2 separate regions of the Arachis hypogaea genome follow, and region 1 is linked to region 2. A link is a contact called in public Hi-C data. All regions are on one chromosome and are shown on one strand. Each heading gives the region's core, a stretch centred on a gene start, on an enhancer-like site or on the middle of the called end of the contact. The rest is flanking DNA. Distances are from core to core; before and after follow the strand shown. Region 1 has its middle 23 kb from the start of LOC112716386. Region 2 overlaps LOC112716382.

Region 1 (3,450 bases), core at 303-2,802, 96 kb before region 2:
CGTTATATATATATTTTTAATTTGAATTCGTATACTAGCTATTTTTAATTTTGTAATTAGATCATTTTTAATATAAATAATATTAAAATTAATAGAATATTTTTTCTACATATCGAAGGTATCTAAAATTAAGAATATAATTGGATATTTGATTATATATTTTGAAAAAAAAATATTCTGTTAATTTTAATATTTTTAACATAAAAAATACTTAATTAAAAAATTAAAAATAGTATAGAGACATAATTAAAAAAAAGTATAAAAATTTAATTATAAATTTAGCAACTACAGTAACAAACCAAATAATTATATATATATATATATATATATATATATATATATATATAAATTTACCCTTTGAAATAAGCTAAGGAGAAAGGAGTTTGGTATACTGGTAATTGAAGCTTTGAGGACAACAGAAAAACACGGAATCATGTCACAGGCTGCATCAAATTAAAGAGATAAAAGTGGGAAGTACACCTCACATACATTACATAGATATGAAAATGAAATGTTCCTAGTTTCTGTGAAATCTTCAATCAAACAAGTCATTATCTATGTTCCCCAACCAAAAAACAAAAAGAAATTACAAAAAAAATCATATCATATCTAACCCACATACATATCACCAAAAAATTATACGATTAGAAGTTTGAAAAAATTGTTTAATTATTTGATTAGTTTCTATAATTTTATCAATTTTTTAATTAGGTCTTTACGGTTTAAATTTTTATAATTGAATTCTTATATTGATAAAAGTTTTTCTTTAATATAAAATCTTAATTACAAACTATTATAATATAAAGACCAAACTAAAAATTTAATAAAACTATAAAATTAACAGAGTAATTAAATAAAAAAAGAGAAATAATAGCTTTTAGGCCTCTAGCTTATTGCATACATTAGATGTTTGATATGATAAGAATAAGTGCATGCATAAAGAGTCACACATAAGAGGAAAAAGAAGCTCAAGTTGATTTGTTATAATTTGTCATGTTGTAGAAAAAGAAGAAAACAACCTTGATGGTAATATGGCTATCCCTGCGTTTATGTGTCTGCTTCAACTTTTCTCAAAACTTTGATTCATCACTATCACCAAAGTTTACGGTGACCTTTTTATTTTCTGCCGCAGTTTTTCTATGATTATTCAAAATACTTAGTTAAATTGTTCTAATACATATATATACATACGAAGCAAATTAAATAATTTTATTTTTAATATAACATCGAGTATAATGAGTTTTTAACAACTTATACTTTAATAAATTGTTGATTTAAGAAGAATAGACTAAGGAATCGTTCATTTTTTTTTAGCCAAAAATTTTTTTCCCTCTGGAAAAAATTAAAATTTTCAGCCCCGCTCAGATCCTTTTTGTTTGCCTCCTATAAATGTATGATCCGTTTTTTTTTCTTTGGTGTTTGTTTCATACTTTCTATCTTAGTGATTAATAATTTTCATAAACAAAATTATTATGGAATGTAGGCCTTTGCATAAGAAAATAGATTGGGCTCATATAAAGTGAATAATCTAAGCCCATAAAGCTTTTGTTTTTCTAAATTATTACCAGGTGTGTTTTTCTATATATCTTGGGCTTTTTACACTTATCTTGGGCTTTAAATTGTTGTGTAAATAGTGTTTTTACACTTATCTTGGGCTTCAAATTGTTGGTCTTCGAAGAATTCTTTTGGACCCAGATAAAGGAAAAGACAGCCCTTTTCTGAAGAATTCAGCCCACCCCACCAGAAAAAATAAGCAAGAAAATTATGTTGGGAGAAAAAATAATGATACTGTGAAAGATTTTCAAACTTCTATTTGATTATTATAAATATTTTTATACTGTGAGTTATTATTATTGATGGACCCTCATCCGAATATTTTTTTCATGTAATCATTTTAATTTAATTGTTAATTACACTAGTATTGTGATTATTTATAATGTTCTAATTCGTGTAACAAAAATACTAGGTTAGCTATCAAATGAGTGATCATGTCTCTGTGTGTATGTATAATCCATGTCTTATTTCTCAAATTCTCAAGGTGTAATATAGATTTAAATATATATTTTATATAAAGGATAAAATATACTTTTTATTTTTAACGTTTGTAATTTTTTTAAAAAATATCTTTAATGTTTAAATTTATTCAATTTTGTCTTTAACGTTTTCGATTCATTTAATTTTATCTCTAATATTTTTAATTTGTGTCAAAATTATTTTTAAATATTTTTAATTTTGTCTTTAACATTTCACATGAAGTTAATGTCCAAAAATAATTTTGACACAAATTAAAAATATAGGAACAAAATTAAATGCAATTAAATGTTAGGAATATTTTAAAAAAAAAATTGTGAGACAAAAATTATAATTTATTCTTATACAAATAACTAATTTAATAGCTAATTTTTTATATACGGTTAACATGGTTGCTATGATATTAGGTAGTCATGTTAAATTTGAAAAAAAATAATAAATAACTATTTTGATACTCGAAAGATTATGACTTTAACAAAATGAATTTTAATTCTTGTTGTTAACAAAATAAACTTTTAAATATTAGTTCTGTTTGACAAAATAGACTAATCATTAATCGATTGCTATAAATATTTAGATTTTTTTTTGTCAATTAGAATTGATATTTAAGAGTTTATTTGATCAAAAATAAAAATTAAAGTCTATTAAATTGAAGACAAAGTTATTAAATTGTTAGTGTAAGATTTTAATCCAAAAGAGCTAACTATACCTTTTGATATATATCTAATATCTAAAAAAAAGTACAGGTAGATAATGATTTTTGTGGACAATATGAATAATAGATCTAATAAAGTAAAAATATATTACATTCTTAAATTATTCACTTAAATCTTAATATTAAAATAACCATCCATACACCTAGTGAATTAAACATCTGTTGTTTATATTGTTCAAAAAAATCATTATTAGTTACCTAACATTACCCAACAACTAATAATTCTTTTATAAAAAAAATTGGGAGACATGACCCTCTACGAGAAGCTCTGCCACTGCCCACTACATTATTAATATTAACAAATGGAACCTTTATATATATCCCTTTCTTAAAAATTATTATATATATATATATATATATATATATATATATATATCTCAAATAAGACTCACATATGCAGGTAGTGATATGAATAATTTCATTGAGGTGGGACTGATATTCTGATAATAAATCTCTACATTGATCACGTTCCATGGGACCATGTCAATGAGAACACCACGTTTGATTTCATATACCTTCTACTTCCATTATTGTGCATGCATGTGGCGAGGAAAAACAAGACACACAAGATGAAAAAGATTTTTCAGATATATAACGACCATCTTGAACTGTAACTTAATTAGCTTATAGGTGTTAAGTTAAATAAAATAATTTTAAATTATTCTCTTTTTAGTATTACTTTTATTTTAACTAGTAGTATATTA
Region 2 (3,660 bases), core at 308-2,807:
CAATGAATAATACAGAACTATATGTTGTATGCTACAGTTAAGATCATAGGAGGTACAAAGGAGAGTGGTTTTGGTTAAACTCAGCTACATTAGTTACTTGGGGAAAGGTGCTCTATCTTCTCTCCGCTTTTAGTATTCGTTCAGCACCTCACCAGATTGGTGTCACTTGGACAGCACCAAAAATTGAACCAACCGAGTGAGACTACCACGTATCAACGTAATCAACTGCATGCTCTCCTAAGAAGCACAGACACGGACACGGACACGGGACACGACACGGACACGGACACGGAGACACACCAAAATTAAAATTTTACCGGACACGGACACGGCATATATATATTAAATTTTAAGAAAAAAAATCAAAAGTCATAATATATATCATATATATAATATGAAGTCAAAATTTACAATTGAACTTATAATCACTTCCTAACCCCTCAAAAAAAAAAAAAACACATGGAGTATTCTTTAACTATCTTTTGAACTTCACTACTTCCTATTTCCATATCCTTTCCAAAAAAATATGGGGCATCAATTCTAATGATATATCCAAAAAAAGCTATGCTCAGAGGACCGGCGCGCAGAGGACTTGCGTGCAGAGGACGGTGCGTGGAGGAGGGTGACTTTTGCTATGCTCTGAAGGTGAAGGGTCGTGTAAAAAATGAGGGTTGTTTTTTTATGAGTTATTTAAAATGTGTGAGAGACTCCTTGTACTTATGGGGTCCAAGATTTTTTTGGGTTAAAGGTAATTTTTTTTTAAAAAATTTCTGCAATTTTTACATGCCAATCGTGTCCTGGCGTGTCCAGTGTCGGGTCCTCGTGTGTCCAGTGCCGTGTCCTCGTGTGTCCAGTGCCGTGTCATGGCGTGTCCGAGTAAAAAAAAAAATTTTTTTTTGCGACACGTGCTCAGGTGTGTCAGACACGTGTCCACCGCGTGTCCACCGCGTGTCCGTGTCCACCGCGTGTCCGACACGTGGACACGGCAGTAATTTGGTGTGTCCGTGCTTCTTAGATGCTCTCACATGTCACACCTCAACAACCATAATTTACTTTAAAATTTAACTAGAATACATCACAACTATAATTTTACTAGAAATTGTTTTTTAAATGGTTTTTTAATTGGTGTAATTCACCAAAATAGGTGAGTGGAGTAATGTGTAAAGATATGTACTGGTCTGCTTTATGCACCTTGCGAAGAGCCAGAAAGCAGCCACATGTCGTAGACAAAAACGCATACCACTTTCCGAAACCTCCGAAATACAGAAAAAGACAAGAAATAAAGATTGCTTTTCGCAACCTACCAAAACCTCAGGGAAACTACACATGTAACGAGTTACTTCTCACAACTTGAGAAATGTCTCTCATATCAAGTAAGGTTACTTTTCGCAAACTGCTGAAAGATTGGCCTATATCCGTTTAATTCACCTTGCAAAGCCCATTTTAGTGGAATTTACTAGCTTGGCAAGGTGGTGAGTAATAAATAAGACACCAAGGCCTCAAGGGCCTGGTTCAAACTCCACCCATTATTGGCTGAGGCAGTCCCAGTGAGTGACAAATCAGTTTGCCTCATATTAAGCCACACCCAGGATCGATTCCCACTCCCAGCAATAGCTGGATTTAGTATGTGTGGGTGTGGAGATGTGTGTGTGAATGTGTATGTCCCAAAAAAAAAAAAAATTCCACCCATTGAAATTTTGGAGTTATTTCAAAATTTCCCACCACCGACCAAAAAAAAAAAAAAAATTTCCCACCAAGGCATCCTCTAGTGCACCTGTAAACTAGCGGGTCAATGACCGATTTCGTTGTCCAATTCACAGTCGCTTCAATGCAAAACGACCAATTTTTACTTGATTTTGACCAAGTTGAACGGGTCAATTACATATCTGGCCTAATGGATAATCCAAACCTATCAATGGTTTTCTCGGACGAACCGGTCAGTCCATTCCAATTTTGATAACAATGTAATTTAAGAGTTATACAACTCTTTTTATAAATTTCAAAAAAAAAGGGACAACCTAGTATGCAAACATTAATGCAGATTCCAAAGAACAGTCATACCTAAGGGGTATAATGTAACCAGCTTAATTTAATAATTACACTAGTGACTGATTTTACATGAAAAAGCCCGTGACCTTGAAGTTACATGAAAACAAACTCGACTATTATTCCAAAGCTTCCCTTCTCATGACTTTCAAAAAAATAAGATAAAATAAAATTACTAACGCATTGGAAACTTAAAATTCTTATTTTCCATACAAAACTTCCAATTTTAGCTCCTTTAAAGAGTAGGATTGTCCATGAGACCACGACCAAGAAAGAAGAATAAAAGTAGGGGTATGGGATTATCCTATGGTTAGCTATAATTAAAAATAAATAAATAATAATAATAAAAAAACCAAAATGCAGACCATAGTGTCTAGTGTCTACTATTCCATAAGAACAAAACTAGAGTTCAAGAGTCATGAAATGACACATCAATTCTACGTCTGATAACTATAGAAGCATTGCTACTGGGAGAAAAGGGAAAACTGACATTTTAAACTCAAGTTCTATCCAACTCCAATTCTTGGCATAAGGCAGCAAGCCTAAGATAGCAAGGCAAATCCCACAGTGGCAGCAAAATCTATCTAAATTGGTTCTTGCTTAGACCGGATCGATGCTCAAGTCTGAAAATATGTTGAAGTGGTATCGCCAACGAAGAAAAAGAAAAAAATGTTAAGAATTGAGGCTTCTTACCTAGCAAACAAACTAAAATTCATCTCTGGGCTGTTTATCACCTTTGCTGAGCGAGAAAAGCCACTGAAACATTTGATACATACTGCCAGAGGACGGCTCCTGCTTCGGATTACAGACTGTATCATAGTCATGCTTCTGATGAGGTGCAACTATTTTTTCCTGCGAACAGAGAGATCATGAAAATCAGATCCATAGAGTGACTATTCCGAACTAATATTGCATATCAAACTTCTTACACATTGGACAGTGGGATTGTGCTAATACCTTGAAGACCTCAAATGAACAGAAATCAGAACCATCACAACCCTGTATACAATAGCATTAGAAAGAAGAAACAGAACACATTACTGATGGATAACAGTATAATAGGATTTTAAGCTATCAAAAGTAAAATACTTGAACTTCTGAACCACAGTCAGCTATTCAAATAAGAACAGCTAGAAAAAATCAAGACTAGCATTTTAATTTACATAATCTTCACATGAACGGAATAAACTTACAGGCATTGGAATGGGGTGTTCATTGTGCAGCACTTGCACAAAGTGCTTGCTTTTAGATTTGTCTTGAGCCGGACAACTATACAATATCAGCATGTTATTGCCTGCAAATGGGGCTAGAGTGCTACCCCTCCAGGTTCTTTTCTGTGGAGGCTTTGGAGGGAGCTGCAAAGGTTGCTCCTTCTGAATTTTTTTAAACTCTACATTGTCAACAGCTATTAGACAATAGTAGTAGCACCAAAACACACTTAAAAAATATACATAGTAATTCAGTCATATTTATTTATGTCAAATTGTAATGGATGTTAAAGCCTCACCGGATCCATCAAGAAATAAACCAAGCAGACACGAAAATGGAATTATAGTTTCCGCATGTGCAAACCGAAGTCTTGCCTTTTCAAAGCTTCCGGGAGGGCGTCTTTCT

What was found. Hi-C and Micro-C count contacts between places; a contact is called where the count stands out from the background.
Region 1: a contact with region 2 is called in a Hi-C map of leaf, with 3 times the contacts expected there. The contact joins two enhancer-like sites. A contact is called at or near these places in 5 of 8 Hi-C or Micro-C datasets (leaf and an unstated tissue).

Annotation. Positions count from the first base shown.
Region 1 is chr10:108,142,768-108,146,217 of arahy.Tifrunner.gnm2.J5K5, reverse strand. No RefSeq gene overlaps it. Among protein-coding and RNA genes, the nearest start is that of LOC112716386, 23 kb to the left of the region's middle. Within about 2 kb of position 1,552, at least 3 of the 3 cell types and tissues checked have open chromatin away from gene starts, as enhancers often do.
Region 2 is chr10:108,047,053-108,050,712 of arahy.Tifrunner.gnm2.J5K5, reverse strand. LOC112716382 reads right to left here. Exons shown (of 13, transcript XR_011866904.1): 9 at 3,554-3,658; 10 at 3,240-3,419; 11 at 3,004-3,045; 12 at 2,781-2,898; 13 at 2,357-2,669. Among protein-coding and RNA genes, the nearest start is that of LOC112716382, 7.2 kb to the right of the region's middle. Within about 2 kb of position 1,557, at least 3 of the 3 cell types and tissues checked have open chromatin away from gene starts, as enhancers often do.